2 separate regions of the Pan troglodytes genome follow, and region 2 is linked to region 1. Evidence: chromatin contacts called from public HiChIP or PLAC-seq data. All regions are on one chromosome and are shown on one strand. Each heading gives the region's core, a stretch centred on a gene start, on an enhancer-like site or on the middle of the called end of the contact. The rest is flanking DNA. Distances are from core to core; before and after follow the strand shown. Region 1 holds the start of PDZD9 (PDZ domain containing 9). Region 2 holds the start of POLR3E (RNA polymerase III subunit E).

Region 1 (5,846 bases), core at 1,596-4,095:
TAAGTAAAAGAAGCCAGACTCAAAAGGCTCCTTACAGAAGAAGGACATGTCTCAGGAGTTTGATCCAGACCTCTATAAGCAAATGCAGAAGTTCGGGAAGGCAAGAAACACAAGTACATCTTGAAAAAAAACAAAAAAAAAACTTTGTGCAAGGCACGGTAGCTCACGCCTGTAATCCCAGCACTTTAGGAGGCCGAGGCGGGCAGATCACGAGATCAGGAGTTCGAGACCAGCCTGGCCAACATGGCGAAACCTGTCTCTAAGATACAAAAAATTAGCTGGGCATGGTGGCGCGGGCCTGTAATCCCAGCTACTTGGGAGGCTGAGGCACGAGAATCGCTTGAACCCAGGAGGCAGAGGTTGCAGTGAGCTGAGATGGCGCCATTGAACTCCAGCCTGGGTGACAGGGCGAGACTCTGTCTCAAAAACAAAAAAAAATTATCTGGGCATGTTGGTGCATGCCTGTAATCCCAGCTACAAGCCTGGGTGACAGAGCAAGACTCCATCTCAAAAAAAAAAAAAAAAAAAGAGAAAAAAACCTTGACAAAGTGAAGCTGGATGTGGATTTTCTTGGAGCAAGTAAATACATGCAATCTCCTGTCTCAAATGCTAGCAACATACCAGACCACTCTGCTTCATTTTGGAGAGAAGACTTCTCACACTATGGCAGCCATCCATGAGAGCTTCACAGGTTATCAGCCATATGAAGTCACTACTTTAAAGCACTTACAAAACCCTCTGAAAAAACTAGTTGAGAAAGAAGAAAAGAAGCTCACCCAGCAGGAAAGCACAGATGTAACAGTGCAGGAGCTGAGTCAATTAATTTCATTAGAGGATGGAAACCACGAGAAGGAAAACACTGAAGATGGAAAAGGTATTTTATGTGTTTTAGGCAAAGGCTCTTCACACAGTGCATGCTCAGGATGAACTATTAGACATGAAACCTGAGGAAAGTGCTCGCTAGGGCCCAGTGGCAGGGACCCTGGAACCCGAGGGTACTGACAAAGATGACCCTACTGCTGTTGAAAGTGAGATCTTCAATGCTTCCTCCCTGGAAGAGGGTGAGCTCAGAAAAGAGTGAGCCGCTGTGTTTGGGGACAACCAGGTGGAGGAGGCAGCACTATGGTCCTCGGAGAGCCAGACCCCAAGCACCAGACTAAAATATGAAAGACTTACAGGTTTTGCTACAAGGCTAGTCAGACAGCAATGTAAACCTTCCCAAGGACAAGCAGTCCAAATGACAACAGCCCTGCAGTGAAAAAGCCTAAGGCTGCCTGGCACCTGCCTGCCTAGTTCAGCCTCTTTGCCAACCTCAAGTCTTATCAAATCCTGATGCTGTGCGGAAAAAAGCCATAAAGAACAAGAATTGCTCAGTGCAGGAGTCTGCATCCTTCAGTAAGCCCACCTGGGGGCTAGCAGAAGTATAAAGTGATTAGAGCCTGGGCAACATAGTGACACCTCATCTCTTCTATTTAGGCTGGGCATGGTGGCTCACACCTGTAATCCCAGCACTTTGGGAGGCCGAGGGTGGGCGGATCACTTGGGGTCAGGAGTTCGAGACCAGCCTGGCCAGCATGGTGAAACACCGTTGCTACTGAAAACACAAAAATCAGCCAGGCGTGGTGGTTCACGCCTGTAATCCAAGCTACTCTGGAGGCTGAGGCGCAAGAATCGCTTGAACCCGCCTGGAAGGCGGGGGTTGCAGTAAGCCAAGATCATGCTGCTGCACTCTAGCCTGGGTCACAGAGCAAGACTCTGTCTCAAAAAAAAAAAAAAAAAAAATTAGCTGAGTGTGGTGGTGCATGCCTACAGTCCCAGCTATGGGAGGCTGATGCAGGAGGATTGCTTGAGCCCAAGAATTGGAGGCTGCAGTGAGCCAGGAGCATACCACTGCACTCCAGCCTGAGCGACAGAACAAGACCCTGTCTCTAAAAATAAAATACAGTGACCCGTATGCTATTTTAAGATTTATGTGCCCTTTTAATAAAAATGAAAGGGCCAAAGTCCCTATTTACATTGGTATAATTTTTTAAAGGCTCCTTACTATGTGATTTCATTTTTATGATGTTCTCCGTGGAAAAGGCAAAAAAAAAAAAAAAAAAAAAAACACTGTAAAAAACAGATGGGGGTGTGAGGAGCTGCAGTGGGGTGGGGTTTGGCTGCAACTGGGCATTGCAAAGTAATTTTAGGGAGTGGTGGAACTGTTCCCTATCTTGATGGAGGGGGTGGTTCAACGTGGGTATAGCTTGTCAAAACGGTAGCTGTACTTTTAAAAGGGGGGATCTTACTGCATGGAAATTATACCTTGATAAAAATAACGATGGCCAAGGCGGGCGGATCACTTGAGGTCAGGAGTTTGAGACCAGCCTGGCCAACATGGTGAAATCCCATCTCTACTAAAAATAAAAAATTAGCTGGGCATGGTGGCAGGCACCTGTAATCCCAGCTACTCGGGAGGCTAAGGCAGAGGAATCACTTGAGCCTGGGAGGCAGAGGTTGCAGTGAGCTGAGATCGCGCCACTGCACTCCAGCCTGGGGGACAAAGCAAGACTCCTTCTCAAATGATGATGATGATGATGATGATGATGATGATGATGATGATGATGATGATGATAACAACAACGATGGAGAGAGGTTATCTCCCAGGCCAAGAGTGCACCGTTGCCATTTTACAGAGGAGGAACATTGACGAAGGCTTGGTCCCCAGGGCTTCTTCACCCGCTTCCTTCTCCCCAGTTACCTTTTTTGTTTTTGTGGGAGGCCTTCTGCATGGTCCCGGGAGGTCAGGCAGCCCGGGAGGGCCTCCCGGAGCAGAGGCTGGAGTCAGTCCCAATGCCAACAGTTTCGAACCTTGCCCGCGGGCACTGCCCTCGGGATGGCCGCCAGGGGGCGCTGCGCCGCCACTGCCCAGAAATTGGGCGGCAGTGAGGTCGCCGCAAGGCTTCCCGTGGACCCTGCAAAACGTGGCGTGGGCATTGCACACCACTGTATTGTATGGAAACTTCTGCAGAGGTTAGCACCGTGCCTGACCCACGGTGGTTTCTTCATTCCTTCTTTTCTTTTTCTTTTTTTAAGAGACGGGCAGGGGGTGGGGGTCTCACTATGTTGCTCAGGCTCAACACAACTGTTGCACTATGGGCTCAAGCGATCTGCCCGCCTCAGCCTCCCAAAGTGCTGGGATTACAGGCATGAGCCACCACGCTTGGCTTCTTCATTCATTCTTGGTGAACCTAAGAAATAGGGAGGGGGAGAAGGCACAGAGGAGGGTGTTTCAAAGATGTGAGGTGGTCTGCAGAGGAAGATCACAGCCAGAAGATCACAGGGGATCACAGAATACCTAGAAGATCAGAGAATCCCCCGCTGCACTTCTAATAATGGTATTTTTAAAAAATTGTTACATCAGTAGCTCCAATGCTTTGGAACTGCACTTTTTTTCATGAATGTTTTGAATAAGAAAAGGCCCCAGGGTGGCCTAAAAAAAAATGAGTCACTATTAGGAGAGGCACTATTAATGCTTCCTTCTTTTTTCCAAGATAATTCTTCCTCCCACACACATTCACTCATACAACAAGTATTTACAGGGAGCTGTTCTGTCGTTTACTGATACTGGGGACACAACAGTAAGCAAGACAAACACAGAAACACAGGCTCTATCCTCTTGAAACCTGTACTTAAAAAACAGATGAAGTGGACAATTTTAGGAAAATATAAATTATTAAAAATAAATTCTAGGCCAGGTGTGGTGTCTAACACCTGTAATCCTAGGTACTCAGGAGACTGAGGCAGGAGGACTGCTTGAGCCCAGGAGTTTGAGATCAGCCTGGGCAACATAGTGAGACCCTTTCTCTATTAAAAAAATTTAAAAATTAGCTGGGCATGGTGGTGCACATCTGTAGTCCTAGCTACTCAGGAGGCTGAGATGGGAGGATCACTTGAGCCCAGGATTCAAGGCTGCAGTGAGCTATGATTGAGTCACCACCTTCCAGCCTGGGTGATGGAGCAAGATCCTGTCTCAAAAAATAAAAATGAATAAATGAGTTAGTAAATTCTAGAAGAAAGAGAAAACCTAATGAGGTAGGCCCTGGTGTTATCCCCGGTCTGATGAAACTGAGAGGCTAAGCACCTTGCCCCATCCCTTCAACAAACAGTCATTAAGCACCTATTAGGTGTCAGGCACTGTGCAAAGATTTCCATGGTAGATCTGGTTATGTCCAAGCTTATTCTGTTGTTTCTGTGGCTCTACACAGACAATAAGCCAGGGCAGATTCCTTTTTAGGTTCCTTTTTTTCTTTTTTTTTTTTTTTTTTTGAGATGGGGTCTCATTCTGTCACCCAGGCTGGAGTGCAGTGACAAAATCTCAGCTCACTGCAACCTCCGCCTTCCAGGCCCAAGCGATCCTTCCACCTCAGCCACCAGAGTAGCTGGGACCACAAGCCTGTGTCACCACGCCCAGCTAATTTTTGTATTTTTAGTAGAGACAGGGTTTTGCCATGTTGGCCAGACTGGTCTCCAACTCCTGAGCTCAGGTGATCCACCCGCCTTGGCCTCCCAAAGTGCTGGGATTACAGGCGTGAGCGCCAGGACAGATTTCTCATTAGATAAAACCTGTGTCGTAGAGACCAGTACAAAGGGCTATTCTCCACCTCAAGTCTCCTGTGGGTGACTTCTTGTGACAGGTCACCTTTCCTCTTCCAAACAGTCTGGCAGTGGTCTACATAGATACCAACTTAATTCTATCATAAAATACATCTTTTTCCTCCATCTTCCTACCAGCAGGAGAAGGGTAAGAGTTTGTGGGAATAGAGCCCATCAGCATATATGGTTCTGTGATGGAGCATATCAGTGCCTGGCCTTCCCTTAGTCTTCCCTCCACCCCAGGCTAAAAAGTGTCTTTAGAGCGGAGGTCTCTACACTCCACCAAGCCAAGTAAGCCAAGGTCACACCGATTGGTGGAACTGCAGGATACAAACTGTCGTGGGTGCTGTGCTGCCCAGATCCCCCTTCAGGGCTGAAAGACTTACACTTCCCACCCTCACTACTACTACTGGCTGGAAAGAACGCCTTGCCCAAGATCTCACCTTCCTAGATTAACTAGCATCTGGTGACTGGTCAATGCAGGGCCATCCCAGGTTCAGAACTCCCCACGTGGTCCACTGCAGCCTGACTTTTCCCTCTGCCCTGTCCGGCTTCATTCCTTTTTTTTTTTTTTAGAGAGAGTCTCACTCTGTTGCCTAGGATGGAGTGCAGTGGAGTGATCTCGGCTTACTGCAACCTCCACTGCCCAGGTTCAAGCAATTCTCGTGCCTCAGCCTCCTGAGTAGCTGGGATTACAGGCACCCACCACCATGCCCAGCTAATTTTTGTATTTTTAGTACAGACAGGGGTTTCACCATGTTGACCAGGCTGGTCTCAAACTCCTGACCTCAGGTAATCTGCCCGCCTCAGCCTCCCAAAGTGCTGGGATTACAGACATGAGCCACCATGCCCGGACCCTGCTTTATTCCTTCTTCCAAAGAGTAGATGCTAGGATGGATCACCTAATACCCAGGTAATAATGAGGTGCCCATCCCTGGTACAGGAGGAGCATAGCTAGCCTCTGGCAGAGGGAAACTCTAAGATGGCTAATTTTTTACAGGCAGTAAATGGGATGGTATACCAGGGGGAGAAAGCAGACAAGAGTATTCAATTACCAGGAAGGAATCAGGCTGAGACTTCACATCGGGGCAGGGAGGAACATTGGGCACCCACGTGATCTATTTAGGTGTCTCTTAGTACTCCTTTGCCCTATTTGGACAGTAAATGGACAAATACAGCAACCACTGCCTGAGAAGTGCACAGCAACTAGG
Region 2 (5,247 bases), core at 457-2,956, 300 kb after region 1:
TTTCTATTTGCAATGGTCTAATAATTTCTATTTGTAATAGTGTGATCTATTTTTTATTTATTTATTTATTTATTTATTTATTTATTTATTTAAGACCGAGTTTCTCACTGTCGCCCAGGCTAGAGTGCAGTGGTGGGATCTCGGCTCGCTGCAACCTCCGCCTCCCGGGTTCAAGCAACTCTCCCGCCTCAGCCTCCCGAGTAGCTGGGATTACAGGCATGTGCCACCACGCCAGGCTAATTTTTGTATTTTTAGTAGAGACGCTTGAACCCAGGAGGCAGAGATTGCAGTGAGCGGAGATCGCACCACTGCACTCCAGCCTAGACAGCAAGAGCGAGACTCCACATCAAAAAAAAAAAAAAAAAAAAAAAAGAAAGAAAATAAAAAAGAAAAGGAAAAAAATGCCACAATACTAAGTCATTAATTTAATGCCAGGTGGTGGCACTATGGATGATAATTTTTTTCTTTGTAATTTTTGTGCATTTTTGTTTTTAATATCTTTGCATATCCACACGGATAGGTATTTTAAAATACAGTCTGGTGAAAAATAACAGCCAATTGCAGATCTATATGAATAATGTGACAATATTTGTGTTAAAATCCATACACAATAAAAACAAAGCTATCTTCTATGGCTATATCTATATATATCCATATAGATATAAACATATAAATTCACAGCAAAAGATCTAGAAAGATATATAGTGTTTTAGTCCATTTTCTGTTGCTTATAACAGAATACCTGAAACTGGGTAATTTGTAAAGAAAAGGAAGTTATTTCTTACAGTTATGGAGTCTGAGAAGTCCAAGGTCAAGAGTGTGCATCTGGTGAGGGCCTTCTTGCTGGTGGGGGACCCCTGCAGAGTTCCCAGGCAGTACAAGCCATCATATGGAGGGGGTGCTGAGCTCCTCCCTTGCTAGCTAAGGTCTCTCTCCCTCTTCTTATAAAGCCATCAGTCCCCCTCCCAAGATAACCCATTAATCCATTAACCTATTAATCCATGAATCCATGAAGAGATTAATCCATTCATAAGGGCTCCACCCTCATGATCTAATCACCTCTTAAAGGGCCCACCACACAATACTGCCACATTGGGGATTAAATTTCCAACACATGAAATTTGGGGGACACATTCAAACCATAGTTCATATTAAACAGATAATAATGGTTAGTTACCTCGGCGGAGGGGCCTAGGATGCGAGTCAAGGTCAAAGAGCATTTGTACCTTATCTGCAAAGTTTAAATATTTTGCAATAATTCGCGTGTTATTTGTGTAAGTAAAAATTTAAACACAATTTTTCAGAGACAACTGCCCAGACCAGCTCCAGGGTTTGGCCGTCAGATCCCCTGGTGCATGTTTCTGATCAGATCAATTTCTTCTCCCGGAGACACCCAATCCGGGTCGTATGGATTACCTGTGGGTTAACCAGGGGTCTCCGGGTTAACCATCCAACTCAGAGTAAAGTTTCTAAAAATGCGTTTTGCTCTAATACCTATTCGGAACCAACCTGGGTCTAAAGACTGGAGCAAGTGTTTATTTTCCAAAACACGGCTTTTTAAAATAATTCTATAGGGATCACCTTGAACACACGTTAAGCAAAAAAAAACCTCAGCGAAAACGCCTCGCAATGTCCAGATTAAATGCAAAAGCAAAAGCATTAAGTAGCTTTCTGGCACAAACACATTGCAGCTGGGTAGCGTGGCCGAGCGGTCTAAGGCGCTGGATTAAGGCTCCAGTCTCTTCGGGGGCGTGGGTTCGAATCCCACCGCTGCCAGGGTTGCTGTCTTTTTGTCCCCGCTGCATACACTCCCGGCTCAGTTTTGCGCGTGCCATCAGCGCCCCCTGCTGCAGGGCGGGGCTCACGGCCTGCATGAATGGCGCGGCGGAGGGGGCGGAGCCGCGTGCACCGGGGCGGGGCATTGTGGGTAAGAGGAAACGCTGGGGCCGGCCCGCTCCCCCCCACGTGTCCGCCGGAGTTTCTCCACCAGCAACATGGCCGCCGCCTGAGAGGAGAGCCGGGCCGCCGCCGCCTCTGCAGCCCGCGGGTAACTGGGCCGTTGCCGCCGTCCGCGCTCGGCCCCCGCGGAGAGGTGAGTCCCGTCTTGGCAGTGCCCGAGCTGGGGCTTGAGCCGGATCGCACTCACGACGTGGGCCTGGGCTAGATTCCCGAGTAGGCCAAGGAGGCCCGCGCCGCGCTGTGCCTAGCAGCTGGAGGCCTCTCGGGACTCGGGCGGGGAGGAGGGGCAGCCGGCTCCAGGCCGACCCCGGACTCTGACTTCCTTGACCTGACACCTGGGAGTTGGGGAGGCCGCGGCCGACGCTGGCGGCGGTGACTCAGGGTCCAGCCGACCTGCCCCATCCGGGCCTGGGAGGCCTCCTACGGAAGAAACACCTGTCCGCGCGTCGGGTGTAGTGGCGGCTCGCGGCAGGGACTGCGTGGTGGGCGTGAGAAGGGGGGCCTGACCACCCGCGAGGGAGCAGAAACCCATTGGACAGCGAGGCTCGGGATCGGCGGCCCGCCCCGATGGGCAGGGAGGGCACCTGCGCCTGCCGGAGCCCCCACTTCGCAGCTGAACCGGATTAGCCTCTGCCCGGCGAGGCCCGGGATTCCTCATTCATTTATTCAGGCAACCATTCAGTGTTTACTGAGCCAACTCTGTGTTCCGGATACAGCCCTGACCATTCGGTCCGAGGAGGTGTCAGTAAACAAACAAGGTCGTTCCTTTGGGTTAGCTTTAGAATTCCTTGGGCTTGGAGGCGGAAAGAAGAGATCTTAGCGATCTCCACAGTTTCCTCATCTGTGAAATGGAGATAATAGAAATTCCTACCTCATAGGGTTGTGGTGACGGCTCAGTAGAAACCGGGTGACGCTCCTGCTTGCAGCGTTTGACTTGTGGCTTAGCGTCATTACCCGCTTACGTTGGCAGAAAACATGTTGTCAAGTAATAACAAACCTTCCCAGAGGTTACGTTTATTAGCGTCCTGTCCTTACTCTTCCCCGCAGGGGTCTGGAGGTCGGTACTTAGTTTCCCTACTTTAGGGATGAAAATAGGGTGGAATACCAAACCCAGACAACTCAGGTGGGTCACAGATGCCAAGCAGCTGTGGTGGGATTTGAACCTGCATAGTTTTGCTCTCGAGTCCAAGCTGTTACCCACTTAACCATACTGCCGTTTATCAGAAAACCGTGCAGTATAGTGGTTAAGAATAAGAATAAGGATCTTTGACATAGCGAGACCCAAGTTTCTGTCCTCATTCCACCTTGGATGAGTTGCTTATATCTGAACCTCAGTCTCGTCATTTCCAAATTGAAGATGATAAATCTCTATTGATAGGGCTAATGAGAAGATTAAATATAAAGTATTCTTTGTACTATATTGAGTGTCAACTTCGTGCCAGGCACTGTTCTAGGTATTGAGAGAACCAGCAGTGGATTTTTTTTTTAAAGTAATGCTCCCCATAACAGCTTTGATGAAGTAAAGTATGATTGTCTGCATTTCATAGTTGAGGAAACTGAAGCACCGAGAAGCCTTCATGGAGCTTACATTCTATTGCAGAAGACAAACAACACCTGAGCAAATAGACCAGGTAGTTCCAGATTAAGATGAGACCCACCAAGGAAAGAAAACAGAGATGTGGTAGGGCCTGGGAGGAGGTTGGGGGAGGCTTTTAAAATAGGGTGGTCAGGGAACCTATCCTCTCCTGCAGGCGGTGATGATATTTAATAAAAAGGAGCAACCTTGGAAATCCCTGTGGGAGAATAGATGATGTGCAAAGGACCTGGGGTGGACTGGGGCTTGCCTTGTTGGAGGCCCAGCAAGTGGCTACCAGCCTGGATGGTGAGGGGAAGACAGAGACAAGATTATGTAGGGCCTTAGGTGGCTCATGGAAAGGAGTTTGGGTTTTATTTTATGTGACAGTGGCAGTTGACAGGTCTTAGGCAGGGAAATAATATGATTTACTTTTTTTTTTTTGAGATGGAGTCTTGTTCTGTCGCCCAGGCTAGAGTGCAGTGGCAAGATCTCGGCTCACTGCAACCTCTGCCTTCTGGGTTCAAGTGATTCTTCTGCCTCAGCCTCCCGAGTAGCTGGGATTACAGGCGTGCATCACCACGCCTGGCTAATTTTTGTATTTTAAGTAGAGACGGGGTTTCACCTTATTGGCCAGGCTTTTCTGGAACTCCTGACCTCAGGTGATCCGCCTGCCTCGGCCTCCCAAAGTGCTGGGATTACAGGTGTGAGCCACCGTGCCTGGCTTTGTTTTCCCCCCAGTAGAGATAGAGTCTCACACTGTGACCCAGGATGGAGTGCAGTGGTGTGATCATAGCTCACTGCAGCCTCAAACTCCTGGGTTCAACCAATCCTGCTGCCTCAGCTTCCCAAGTAGTTGGGACTGCAGGCCATGCCAGGCTAAAATTTTTTTTTAAAGAGAGACCAGGGGGTCTCACTATGTTGCTCAGGCTGGTCTCGAACTCCTGGTCTCAAGCAGTCCTTCCACCTAAGCCTCCCAAAGTGTTGGGATTACCAGCATGAGCCACCATGCCAGCCTGATTTACTTCTTTCCAAAGACTCACTGTTGCTGGGAGACTTGGAGGTAGGTATAAGGAGCCGTAGGGAGACTTGGATGAGTGCTTTTCACATTGCAGGTTAAAATTTATTAGTGGGAAGTAAAATCAATTTAAGGGAATTGAAGCTAGCATTTTTTGTTTTGAATGAAGTAGAAAACATCACTGCCTGACATATAGTAGGGACAGTTATGGTTATGTGAAACCTTGTTTCAGTTATGCAACTGTATGTATGTTCTGGGTTATTTATATGAGATGGATTTCTTACTGTGGTGGATCTTAGGCTGAAAACTTTGAAAGCCACTGAGTTGGATCACCTCGGCCTGGAGGATGAAGGGAGGTGACACTCTTTGTATCAACCCAGATGTACTATCCAGAGGAAGGAGCCCCAGCTCTCTAGCTGACAGGGCACCTCAGCCTCCCTGATCCCTGGCAGGACAGAGGCCAACAGGGCATAGCAATAGCCAAGAAAGAACAATTGCGTCTTGGGAACCTCCCAGGCCCCAGCCTCTCAGTTGTCCACTGCCCAGCTGCAGAGAAGGCAGGAGCTTGACATATCTGTGGCACTTGGCAGCCGGTGCAGATGGGGTGAGGCCTTGGGCTCTCCGCTCTACACTGCCCTCTGTCTGCACAGCAGACAGTCGAGATGCACTGAAACTGTCCAGATGCGACTCCTGATTT

What was found. HiChIP or PLAC-seq counts read pairs in DNA pulled down with a chosen protein or histone mark.
Region 2: a contact with region 1 is called in an H3K4me3 HiChIP or PLAC-seq map of stem cell-derived excitatory neurons, with 6 times the contacts expected there. The contact joins the promoter of POLR3E here to the promoter of PDZD9 in region 1. A contact is called at or near these places in 1 of 7 Hi-C or Micro-C datasets (stem cell-derived neural progenitor cells) and 1 of 1 datasets of contacts at active chromatin or transcription factors (stem cell-derived excitatory neurons).

Annotation. Positions count from the first base shown.
Region 1 is chr18:24,231,837-24,237,682 of NHGRI_mPanTro3-v2.0_pri, forward strand. It overlaps PDZD9 (PDZ domain containing 9), which reads right to left and starts at 2,846. Exons shown (of 5, transcript XM_009430461.3): 1 at 2,741-2,846. The coding sequence starts at 2,771.
Region 2 is chr18:24,528,919-24,534,165 of NHGRI_mPanTro3-v2.0_pri, forward strand. POLR3E (RNA polymerase III subunit E) reads left to right here and starts at 1,707. Exons shown (of 21, transcript XR_010152305.1): 1 at 1,707-2,092. TRNAL-AAG (transfer RNA leucine (anticodon AAG)) reads left to right here and starts at 1,695; the gene lies at 1,695-1,776.